Linked DNA regions of Mus musculus: region 1 is linked to region 2. A link is a contact called in public HiChIP or PLAC-seq data. All regions are on one chromosome and are shown on one strand. The core of a region is the stretch at or near the end of the contact, and the rest is flanking DNA. Distances in the headings are between cores, read along the strand shown. Region 1 has its middle 7.6 kb from the start of Mir710. Region 2 overlaps Tll1 (tolloid-like).

The links. HiChIP or PLAC-seq counts read pairs in DNA pulled down with a chosen protein or histone mark.
Region 1: an H3K27ac HiChIP or PLAC-seq map of embryonic fibroblasts shows a contact between it and region 2, with 5 times the contacts expected there. The contact joins two enhancer-like sites. A contact is called at or near these places in 7 of 39 promoter capture datasets (3T3-L1-derived adipocytes, the HPC-7 cell line, cranial neural crest and 4 more), 1 of 15 datasets of contacts at CTCF or cohesin (the NIH/3T3 cell line), 1 of 484 Hi-C or Micro-C datasets (arterial endothelial cells) and 3 of 115 datasets of contacts at active chromatin or transcription factors (the NIH/3T3 cell line, embryonic fibroblasts and fibro-adipogenic progenitors).

Annotation. Positions count from the first base shown.
Region 1 is chr8:64,518,949-64,525,201 of GRCm38.p6, reverse strand. No RefSeq gene overlaps it. Among named protein-coding and RNA genes, the nearest start is that of Mir710, 7.6 kb to the right of the region's middle. Within about 2 kb of position 2,316, at least 51 of the 459 cell types and tissues checked have an H3K27ac peak or open chromatin away from gene starts, as enhancers often do. A contact at or near this core is called in embryonic fibroblasts, where this site is marked.
Region 2 is chr8:64,026,589-64,032,728 of GRCm38.p6, reverse strand. The region is part of intron 18 of Tll1 (tolloid-like); the gene reads left to right. Among named protein-coding and RNA genes, the nearest start is that of Sgo2b, 77 kb to the right of the region's middle. Within about 2 kb of position 2,983, at least 6 of the 459 cell types and tissues checked have an H3K27ac peak or open chromatin away from gene starts, as enhancers often do. A contact at or near this core is called in embryonic fibroblasts, where this site is marked.

The sequences.
Region 1 (6,253 bases), core at 1,067-3,566, 490 kb before region 2:
TTTACAGATTAGGAAACAAATACAGGCATGTTTAGAACCAGAGGCCAATAATTATTACTTGTACGCAGAATAAACAGAACTGAAAAACAACAATTGGTATTTCAGACAAAACTCTGAACAGAGCAGGGCAAGTCAGTGTGGTCCGGAGCTGTTTAAGGGACATTCAAACTATAAAAACCAGTGGAGTGTAAACATGGGCTGTGGGTGTCAATGCATTAGAGTTGGGACTCAGGCTCCCAGGAAGAGTGTTGTATCCAGGGGGCACCCAGGAGGAAGACTGAATCTGTCACAAGCATGGATGGCAAAGCTGTCAGCCAAACTCTGCCGCTTTGCCTGAAGTTCATCATTTTCTATTTTCTTAAAGTAGAGCTGAAGAAGCCATCAGGCACAGGCACAGCAGAGGTCTCTGTCTAAAGAAGTCCTGGCCTCAGCAGAATCTGTGTAGAAGTCTTTGTGTATAAGCAATATTCAGTTGTGGCAACCTCACTGCCCAGTTTACCAGATTTTAGGAGTCAATTCATGCTGTAAGATTAAGCGGGGAGGAGGAGGAGGAGGAGGAGGAGGAGGAGGAGGAGGAGGAGCAGCAGCAGCAGCAGCAGCAGCAGCATAATGCTGATCAGACCTTTGCAGCAAGATAGAAATGAGGAAAGGAATTTGGGCAGTTGAAGTATTTAGACAGCAGTTTAGATTCTTTCCATCACTTCTAAACATCAGCTCCCTGAGCTATGAGGACAGAGGTTTAATGAAGACATCTCATCCTGGACTGAGTGCTACAAAGGGCTGACCCTCTCTGTACATTACCTAGTTTTGTGTCTCTGTATTGGGTCCCATCTTCTGCAGAAGGAAACCTCTCAGTGATCGCCGAGGTAGACACTGAGCTAAGAGTATAGCACTATACTAAGAGTATCGTATCATATCGTATCGTATCGTATAGAATGTCACTAGCATTTATTTTATTGCCATACTCTTTTAGCAGAACACTAGTATTTGGTTTTCTCCTAGGTCCCTGGCCTAACTAGTTTCAGGTTCTTGACCAGCTGAGACATGTTACACATGGACTCTGTCTCATAAAACAGGCCTTTGGGTCAGTGTTCTATCGCAGCGGTGTAAAAGCAAACTGTGACACTGGCGTGTGCCTAAAATTGTCCATATGGAATTTACTATGCTTTTCTTTCCAGAAAGTGTCCTTAACGACAGCTATTCCTTTATTTTCTTTTAATGTGATTTTAAAAATCTCAAATCTGAGGCATTTGCTCCACTGGGGACTACTACCTGTGGGAAACTTGATGCCAAAATATTTTCACAAATATACAAATGATGTCTGTGTTGGCTAAGGAGGTCACCCGCTCAGATCTCCTTTCAAGAGAATGTGTTGCACAGATGTAGCTCTGCAGACAGCTTCCATGTGCTGCCCCGAATAGTCGGCTAGAATGTTTCCTGGAGGCCAGGTTCATTGAACATGACTACAACTTCTGTAATACAGTGGTTCTCAACCTGTGGGTTTCAACCACTGTAGGGGTTGAATGACCCTTTCATAGGGGTGACATATCAGATATCCTGCATATCAGATATTTTTATAGTGGGGCGGCTCACCACAACATGAGGACCTGTATCAAAGGGTTGCAACATTAAAAGTTGAGAACCACTGATCTGGTAATTGAGCTATGGCAGGGCTAGAGTGTAGCCATTGCTACTCAACTCAGGATCCTCTGGGAACAGTCTTTGGCCTGAAGCGCCACTTAGCAGAGACTCTCATATTCAAACTTCAGTTGGAAACTCCTGAAAACATCTCTTTCTCCCCCCCCCCCCTCTCTTTTTCTCTCTTGCTACAAGCATCAGAACAGCACCATGGTCTGGAAGCACTCAGACATGTAAAATAGAAATAATCTGAACAGGTATGCTGAACACGCAGAACAAGGTAGAGTCTCTGTGTATATGTGCATGTACTTATGTTTCTGGGGATCAAGCAACCCATCGTTATCAGACATACTATAAAGCACTCTGCCATGGAATTACTGAGTCATATCCGATACCTGAAGTTGAATAACTTTAATGGTCTGGTTGCAAGTCCAGGCACAAGTTTCAAGGGCTCTACATCCAGTGGCTGATTTCTCCTTCCTGAATTCCAACTAGCACAGTGTAGTCTTGTTTGTGTCTGGGGAAAGAAACCTGTAACTGACTCCCTCAATTCCTATAGCTTGTTTAGAAACTACAAGTTAGAAAAAGCTAAAAACAGCTCACTATAGTCCTTGATGAGCTGTCTATGAATGTGCCTGGACATTTTCAGTCTCTGACTCATGTCTACCGATCCACAAATGTCTGACTGCAGTGGCCATACAGCGAGAAGTAAACACAGCAATTTACCAGTTCAGCGTTATTAGCCAGCTGACTAACCTACTGTTTTTCCTAGAACAGTCAGTCTGCCATGCATGTTTTAACAAGGCAATGATTAAAAATATGACTAATTGAGCTTTGGTAGAAAGCGTTCATAATGTTCTGTTCAAGAAATGAAATGAGTCAATGCTGACTTTTGGACATTGATAAAGCAGGGGCATTGCCGCAATACCGTGCAGCCATGGCCTTTATCAAGCTGCTGAGCATGGCTGCCTGACTCTTAACAGCAGTGGGGATTTTGATCAGTGTCAGGCTGATGTGTTTCGTGTTTTCAAATTCATGTCCCAAGACAAGGTGACATTATTTATAGGTATTTGTAATCATGAAATTTTAAGAGTGCGGGAAAAGCAATCAATGGCTATTGTCCAAGTTGATTAAAAGTAAACCAATTTCACATAAAACTACCTTTCCACTCAGGCTTTAACAGAGCTAAGGCTGGCTACGGCTGTGGAGGGAGATAGTGGAGTGCTTGCTTGAGCTCTGAAATAAAGTGGCAAAATGTAATTATTGACTTTGCTTTGGATTTCCTGTTAAGATGAAAATTATTCAAAAATGTTTTTTTTTCTGTGTTAAAAAATGTGTTTTGAAAAAATGACTATTGACATTAAAGTGACTGGTCATCCCCCACCTCCATCCCTTCCTTCATTTTGCAACCTGGTAGAAATAGGGAGCTTTCAAAAGAAAAACAGAAGCACATTTTTTCTTGTTCTGTGTTTGTCTCAGTTCTGCATTAATCATGAACTATAATAAAACATAAGCAGCATCTGATTTTCAGTAAGCAGTTATTGTGCTGTATGTCAGCATCGTCGTAAGCGCTGGAGGTTGGATGTCAGGGAAACCTGATGAAGTGAGTCCGGAGGGAGCACAAAGGTGACACGAAGTGGCATGTAAATATGTATGAAGTTGCCTCCGCAATGTAACATGTACTCTGGGGGATAAGAAAACTGTAAGGTGGACTTCATGGGAATGGGTAAGCCACGTATTGTTAGGGGACCACGAGACTCTTCTTCCAAGCCTGGTGAGGACTACACTGAGATGCTTAAATAACCTCAGCTATAACTCTTTACTGATGATAGTGAAGATGATATAAAGAAATGCTGTTCTGTGTGCTCATTTGATTTGATCATGCTTAGCTTTAAGTGATTTAAATAATTCAAATGTATTTAAATGTGCAAAACTCTGTTTTAATTAGGGAAAACAGACTTCAGTGATGGTGAAATGATTTTCTATTGATTAAAAACATTCATTTTTTTGTTTCAGCTTTAAAGTTAGTCATATAAATAATTCCATCACCTCTTTTTTTTGGTGTGTGTGTGTCTGTGTGTGTGTCTGTGTGTATCTCTGTGTTTCTCTGTGTGTGTGTGTGTCTGTGTGTGTATCTCTGTGTGTGTCTCTGTGTGTGTGTATCTGTGAGTGTGTGTCTCTGTGTGTGTGTATCTGTGTGTGTGTGTCTCTGTGTGTGTGTGTGTGTGTGTGTGTGTGAGTATCTGTGTGTGTGTATCTCTGTGTGTGTGTGTGTGTGTGTGTATCTGTACACTTGTGGTGCAGGTACACTTGTCTCTGTGTGCACATATGGAGTCCGAAGGTTGATGTTGGGTGCTCTACTTGGTCTCAGTATGTCTTTTCTAGGAATCAGTCTCTCTCTTTTAAGAAGCAAAGTATACTGGTTGATCAGCAAGACTCATGGATATACCTGTTTACAGTTGCCTTATGCAACACCAAGGTTAGGGTGTGAGGGACCAGACAAGGTTTTATGTGGGTGCTGGGTATCCAAACTCATGTCCTTATGTTTGGACAGCAAGCATTTACCCATTGAACTGTCTCTCCACCTCCAACCCTATCATTCTGGATAGATGCACTACAGCTAAGGCATATAACATACTGATGGAGGACACTGGCTATGAGTAATTAACTTGGGAGACTAGGCAACAGTTACAAATTGAAGTTTTCCTTTTGACCAATTCAGACTTTATCCAAGGGGGAGGTGACATGACTGACTGGTGGATTGTGTTTTTGGTCTAGGATCACTCTAGTAGAAGTTGTGGAAGAGAAGGGAGGGAAAATATTGGTGGTGGTGGTGGGGTGAAGTCGTAGGAGGTTTTTTTATATGAGAGACAAAGAGAATCTAAAATAAGGGCATAGACAGGTCAATGGGACCACAAGAAGAATATAAGGTCTAGAGAGGAGAATTGAACATGTGAGATTTGAAGTGAGGTATGGAAAGTTCAGGTCTTTGGCTTGGGGAACAAAGTGAATGGGAAAGTCATTAAGTCTTGGAATGAGGAGGCTCAAAATCAGGAAAAATATATGAACTCATCTCTGTACAGTGTTTGAAGTGTTGAACAGATCAGTCTTGGATATGGTTTGCAGACATATTGTTGGCTGAGAAACACATTTGTTGAAAAAGTTGAGCAGGTAGAAGAAAGAAAAGCATTAGAGTGCAGGTTAGTGCTGAGGTCACAGAAGGTCAATGTGTCACATCACTCCTCCCCTGTAGACTCCAGATCCAACGTGGAACTAGACACAGCAGTCACTTGGTCTTGGAAATGGTCTTACTGGTAACAGTGCCTGAAGAATAGCACTTGAGTTTTTATTTAAAACCATTTTACTAACATTTCATCCACTAACTGGTATTGTTAATGGTTTTCAAAGCAGAAGTGAACAGAAGGATAAGTTAGACCTCTGCACGAGGACAGAGGTTCTTTTTATCAGACTTGCCAATGAAATACACCATTCTTATTTCCATGGGGAGGAGTGAGGAGGTGATGAGAAAAACCAGCGGCATTGCTCCACCTGCAGTTCCTATACTGCAAACAAGGCCAGCAGAAATGGTCTCTTGAGAGCATGTATTTGAGAGGATAGCAAAGGAAGTGGGTGCAGAGCAATACAGTGCTGGTGCTGATGCTGCAGGCTATGACAACCACTTGAATGTGCTGCACACTCACTGTGTCCCAGGAGCACTCTAAAGCTCTTTATAATCATCAGCTTGTATGAGTCATCTTGAGGGGTAGGTAGGGAAACTAGGTTGAGAAATGGAGACACAGCTGAGTGGCAGAATCCAGATCTGAATTGAGACAGTATGGTTCAAAAACTGGTTCTGGAAAAAATAATACTGCAAGAAGGGAGGTGTGAAGATGAAGATAGCACACACACACACACACACACACACACTGAGTAATATATATTTATTAAAAATATAATATATATATATAAATATAAATGTATGTAAATATATTTACTACAACAGTAAAGAAGTTAATGTGGTATTTAGTTGAACACTTTAATATACAGAGTCAATTGATTTATTATTGTATCTTTGTTTTATTATAAAAGGCTGAGCATAGCACTCTCATATATGTTTCAACAGTAAGTTAATGTTGTTTGGGATATTTAATGGACTACATAAAAATTTATTGCTTATAAGGAGCTCTAATTAATTAATTAATTAATTATTAATCCCAGATGTGTTCCTTACACTTGTACATCCTGTGTGAGTTGAGCTGTAGCTATGAAGAGATTGGATCTTGCTTTTACCTTAAGGAATTAAATTGAGTCCTCAGTCTTCATGTCTTCTATGTGGGGGCTCACTTTATATTATCTTCACATAGATTCCACAGTCATATTTGGAAGGTGTGGTCAGTCCTGAACCTTTAGAGTTTGCTGGAGACACTTTTAGTCTTCTCACTGTCAGCAGGGATGCGAGGATATGCATCATCCCAGGAACCCAGGTTCCTAGATATTTCTGCTGGGAAAAACATAGGAAGTGGGTTAGACATTCCCATTAATTTTATAAAATACCTCTTTTAAAGAATGCTGTAGCTCAAATTACACATCTTCCACATAATACCTAGACATTTTC
Region 2 (6,140 bases), core at 1,734-4,233:
GACAGCTATAACAGGGTCAGTTCAGCAAAATCTTGCTGGCATATGCAATAGTATCTGGGTTTGTTGGGGTAGTCTCTGGATAGCCCATTCTTTCGTCTTAGCTCCAAACTTTGTCTCTGTAACTCCTTTTATGGGTACTTTGTTTCCTATTCTAAGGAGGAATGAAGTATCCACCCGTAGGTCTTCCCTCTTCTTGATTTTCTTATGTTTTGCAAATTGTATCTTAGGTGTTCTATGTTTCTGGGCTAATATCCACTTATCAGTGAGTGCATATCTAATGACTTCTTTTGTGATTGGGTTACCTCACTAAGGATGATATCCTCTAGATACATCCATTTGTCCAAGAATATCATAAATTCATTGTTTTTAATAGCTGAGTAGTATTCCATTGTGTAAATGTACCACATTTTCTGTATCCATTCTGTTGAGGGACATCTGGGTTCTTTCCAGCTTCTGGCTATTATAAATAAGGCTGCTATGAACATAGTGGAGCATGTGTTTTTATTATCAGTTGTTACTCCTTCTGGGTATATGCCCAGGAGAGGTATTGCTGGATCTTCCGGTAATATTATGTCCAATTTTCTGAGGAGCCTCCAGACTCACTTCCAGAGTGGTTGTACAAGCTTTCAATCCCACCAGCAATGGAGGAGTGTTCCTCTTTCTCCACATCCTCGCCAGCATCTGCTGTCACCTGAGTTTTTGATCTTAGCCATTCTGACTGGTGTGAGGTGGAATCTAAGGGTTGTTTTGATTTGCATTTCCTTCATGATTAAGGATGTTGAACATTTTTTTCAGGTACTTCTTATCCATTCGGTATTCCTCAGTTGAGAATTCTTTGTTTAGCTCTGTACCCCATTTTAATGGGGTTATTTGATTTTCTGGAGTCCACTTTCTCAATGGACTCTTTAATCTTAGTTTGATTTATTAAAGTGCATTAGACTTTCTGATCCGAATCCATGGTTATTTCTTGTGTTTTAGTCTTGTGTTATAACCTAGATTACTGCCCCCTCCCAGATTGTAGGATTATAATCTTTGTATAGATATTCCTTCATGGTTTTAGTAGCAAATCCTTAGGTTTAGTGTAGATGCTTAAGAAAGTAATTTGGTGTTCTGAGGTGTAGCTCAGGGATACAGCACATGCCCAGCATCTCTGAAGCCCTTGTTAAATCTGCAGCACAGGAAAAAATAAAGTAAAATAACACTGTCTTAATCAGTTAAAGGGGTTGAGTGTCCTGTATCCATTCATTGATCAGTGAATGTCCTATAACACTGTATCATGAATCATATTTATTAGTTACTATTTTGGCAATATGACAAACAACTTGAAATAAAAACAACGAAAAAGGACACTGCATATGTTGGTTCATGAGTCCACAGGATGCAGTTCAGCATGGTGGAGAAGGCATGGCAGAACTGCTCAGGTCATTGTGGTGGGACAATGTGATAGAGGCTGTTCACATCACAAGGCAGAGAGGCAGGACCAGGGCTTAGTATAACCTTCAATGACCTGTCGCTACTGACCTACTCTGCCAGTGAAGCCCCATGTTCTACATGTCTCACAGTCTCCCCAAAATAGCAGCACCAGCAGGCAACAAGCATGCAATCATCAGTCCGTGAAGGACAGTTCAGATACAAAGCGCAATGTGCACCTTATGACTGGAAGTCTAAGCAGGATTTTTAAAGCCATTCCTATTTCTGTGGAGCTGCCCCCTTAACTGTATGGCCTGAGTTTTTACTCATGTATCTGAGTACATGTGTTTTTACGGCACAAAAGCCAGACCCCTGGAATCTCTAGCTGAAGTTGTCTGACCTTCTATGGAAGTGCATACAACTTACTTCAGCACTTATTTTTGTAATAAGAACCCTCCCCCTCATTCTCTGCACTTGACCTAACAAGCTGCTGTTTATTTCAAGTGGAAAACTCACTCATAGTCTAATGAATGAGAGCTGCTCAAGTCCTGTATTATTGAGTATTAGTTGTGGAATCACTGAGTAATTTAGCTCTTTGTCAACTCAGGCTGATTCCAATAGCAGTTTGATGGAGAGCTGAAGCCACTTGGCTCTCCATAAGTGTTTATATGGCCCATGGCCTGCTAGGTCAAAACCACTTTATTTGATGTTAACTTCGTTTTGTTAAACAGATGCTATTATTCACTCAAAACATCCTGAATGTCACTAGAGGGTGAAATAGTCACTCATTTTCCAATGAAGCAGTGAATGGGCTGAGCACATGCAGTAAATCAATTCTGATCTGCTTTTAGCCATTTATGGGGTATCCTTTGCAAAATCATTACCCCAATCCTCCACAAAATGTTCTCCTCCACATGGGAGGTTCTTAATGTTTTCTCTGTTTATAGAAAACTAACTGTGACTCACAACCAGACATGATAATTACTTGGCATGTGTTCTAGTTAGGGTTTCTGTTGCTGTGATGAGACATCACTCAAAACAGCTTGGGGAGAAATGGGGCACATGTGAACTTTCAACTCCCTGGTCATCATACTCCATCACTGAGGGGAATCTGGTCAGGAGTTCAAGGCAGGAATCTCAAGTTAGGAACTGAAGTTGAAGCTATGAAGTAGCTATTACTGCTTATTGGCTTTCTCCTCATGCTCTTCCCAGCCTGCTCTCTTGTAGCACCCAGGACCACCTGCACAGGGGTAGCACCACCCACATTGAGCTGTATTTTTCCACATCAACCATCAATGAAGAAAAAGCCCTACAGACTAGCCTTCAATCAAGTCACATGCAGGCCTTTCCTCAATTGAGATTCCTTTCTTCCAAAACCACTCTAGCTCATGTCAAGTTGACATAAAAAAATCCAATACAACATACAATGGTTTTCTGACACTGATTTCCCGAAACAATGTTTTATTATCTTACGGTAACATTGTTCTTGTAATTCACAGGCTTGGTTTCCTGCTTAATAAAGAATTTGGCTATAGCTGAGCCAATTTTTCTCTTAGTGGTTTCTTACCAGTTCCATGCTGATTCTAGGAATGTGGATGTGTGCCCAGTTGTAACAGGCTGATTGAATAACATCTCACAAAAGGCATGAAACCAGAAAGTTTGATTGGCTAGCTACATCAACAAAATTTTCAGGGTGAGATGATAGTGGTGGTTATTTAGGTGGGTGAATTGGCTGATGCAATCAAGCCTCTAGACACCAACTGAGGCTCTTTGGCATCCCGTACACTATGTCTACCTTATTGTACTCAAGCCCGAGATAATAGAGATTGACAAATTTAACTCACAGCATGACACCTCTCAGTTACTGCCTGCTTTGCTTGCTGCACCATAGAGTGAATAATTTCTGTTACTGACTTCTCATTCATTATGTTTACATATGCAGTTCTGATTTCCTGTAAGATTCTTTGTGCTACCGTCAATCTTATTTTTTTATTTTCTATGAAGTGAGCATTGCTCTTGCCTCATAATATTCATAACAAGCAATATCTCATGTTCACTGATACAGTATTTTTGTTACTCATTCAAGTAGTATGTAATGTAATAACATATACATTGTCCAGTTCTCTTCTCTTCTTAATCTTTTTAGTACCTCCATTATTTTCTCCTACTTCCTATTTAGTATAAATTGCCTCATTCATCTTTTCTCTTCCAAAAGCAGAAGATGGATTCCAGCTTAGTGTGGGATATGTATAAAAGTTAACAGTGAGATTGCACTTTCTTAGTATATCTTCAATTTAAATGGCAATTTTGATAACTTTCCAGAATTGCTTCAGAGAAAAATTATGTACAAATATACTACAAGGATTATGGTAAAACTATTGATTGATGCATATTTTATTTCTTAACTTCATACTTTTTAGCTTTGTTCTGTAGACTTAAATAAGGATGATGGGTTCGTTTTGGTTGGTTGGTTTTTGTTTGTTTTTCTTAGACATATGAGGATTCCAAAGAAAATAAAGAGACAGTTAATTAGCTTTAGGAATTATGAATTACTAAATGTTTGGACAATAATATTTTCATGCCATTACAGTTAACCTTTCTTGGGGATTTAATGTGTCATATGTCTAGTGAATTTTTAGTTTCAATTTAGTGAGATATACATACAACATTTCTACAGAGGTCAAGTGAGATTTTTTTCATTAATGTTTTTACTTATTCACTTTACATTCCAATATCAGCTCCTTTCATTGCAGTGCCCCTCACAGAGCTACCCCATTCCCCCTTCCCTTCTCCTCTGAGAACGGGATCCCCTCGCCCCCCCCCCCCCATATCACCCTACCCTGGCATATCAAGTCACTGTATGACTAGGTACACCCTCTCCCACTGAGGCAAGATAAGGTGGTCCAATTAGGGGAATAGGAACCACAGGCAGGTAAAAGATTCAGGATCAGCCTCCAGCCAGTTGTAAGAAGACTTGCATGAAGACTAAGCTGCACTTGCGCTACATATGTGCAGGGAGCCTAGGTTCAGCCCGTGCCTGCTCTTTGGTGATTCAGTCTCTGGGAGCCCTCAAAGGGGCCAGGTTAGTTGACTCTATTAGTCTTCCTGTGGTGTCCCTATCTTTTTCAGGTCCTCAATCCCCCCCCCAACACTTCTACAAGATTCCCTAGTTCCATCTAATGTTTGGCTGTGGGTCTCTGCATCTCCTTGTATAGGCTGTTGTGTAGAGTTCTCAGAGGACAGTTATGCTAGACTCCTGTCTGCAAGCATAACAGTATCATTAATGTCAGAGATTGATTCTTGCCCATGGGATGAGTCTTAGTTTGCACCAGTCATTGGTTGTCTATGCCCTCTGCCTCAAGCAGGATATTTTTTTTTCTGTTTCTTTTTTTTTAATTAGGTATTTATTTCATTTACATTTCCAATGCTATCCCAAAATTACTCCACATGCTCCCCCACCCACTCCCACTTCTTGACCCTGACGTTCCCCTGTACTGAGGCATATAAAGTTTGCACGACCAATGGGCCTCTCTTTCCACTGATGGCTGACTAGGCCATCTTCTGATACATATGCAGCTAGATACATGAGCTCCAGGGTACTGGTTAGTTCATATTGTTGTTCCACCTATAAGGTTGCAGATCCCCCCCAGCTCCTTGGGTACTTTCTCTAGCTCCTCCATTGGGGGCCCTGTGATCCATCCAATAGCTGACTGTGAGCATCCACTTCTGTGTTTGCTAGGCCCCGGCATAGTCTCACAAGAGACAGCTATATCTGGGTCCTTTCAGCAAAATCTTGCTGGTGTATGCAATGGTGTCAGCGTTTGGAAGCTGATTATGGGATGAATTCCTGGATATGGCTGTCTCTAGATGGTCCATCCTTTTGTCTCAGTTCCAAACTTTGTCTCTGTAACTCCTTCTATGGGTGTTTTGTTCCCAATTCTAAGAAGGGCAAAGTGTCCACACTTATATTTTTAAGTGGTACAAAGAACAGCAAAACATGGCAAAGTTGCCAAGGTGCCTTAGTGTAAGAATAGCATTTACCAGAAAAAATAAATTTATAATATACTACCATAACATAATGTTTATTTTAGTGTTTTAGAATACTATGGTTTGTAAGATCAACTAAAATTATATACAGTCAAAATTCTCCTTTATTGGCCTACAATGGTTATAACATTTATATTGCCTGAAAACATTCAATCTGTTATGCTGATTCTAGCCAATAGTATGTGTATATGTAAACAAATGTGTACGTGTGTGAAATGATGGGGAGGAAAATAAGAGGAAATTCAGAAGGACTGAATGCAGGCAATGGATGTGAGTCATGAAAAACAATTTGAAACTAATGATCATTCTAGCTCTAATTCTGCCATGGTAGTTTTGTTTGTTAGTTTTGATGGTGGCTAAGTGTATATACAGCTTCAATTCTGAAAATGTAAGATTTAATGTGTAGCTCCACAGCTCCCATTCTGAATGCCCCTTCTCATTGTATACAAGTTTTTCTCTGGCCTATAGACCTTGCATTTGCTTATTTTTAGACTGTAATTTTAAAGATTTATTTGCAAGATTATTTTCTAAGTCTATAAAATTAAAAAATAATTATACTGATTGAATATATTGTAATACCATGCTTAGTCATTTCATATGAAGCAGCTTTCCATACTTTAAAAAAATACCAGAGGTAATGAATTTATAAAGAGAAAAGGGTTATCTTGGCCCATAATTACTGA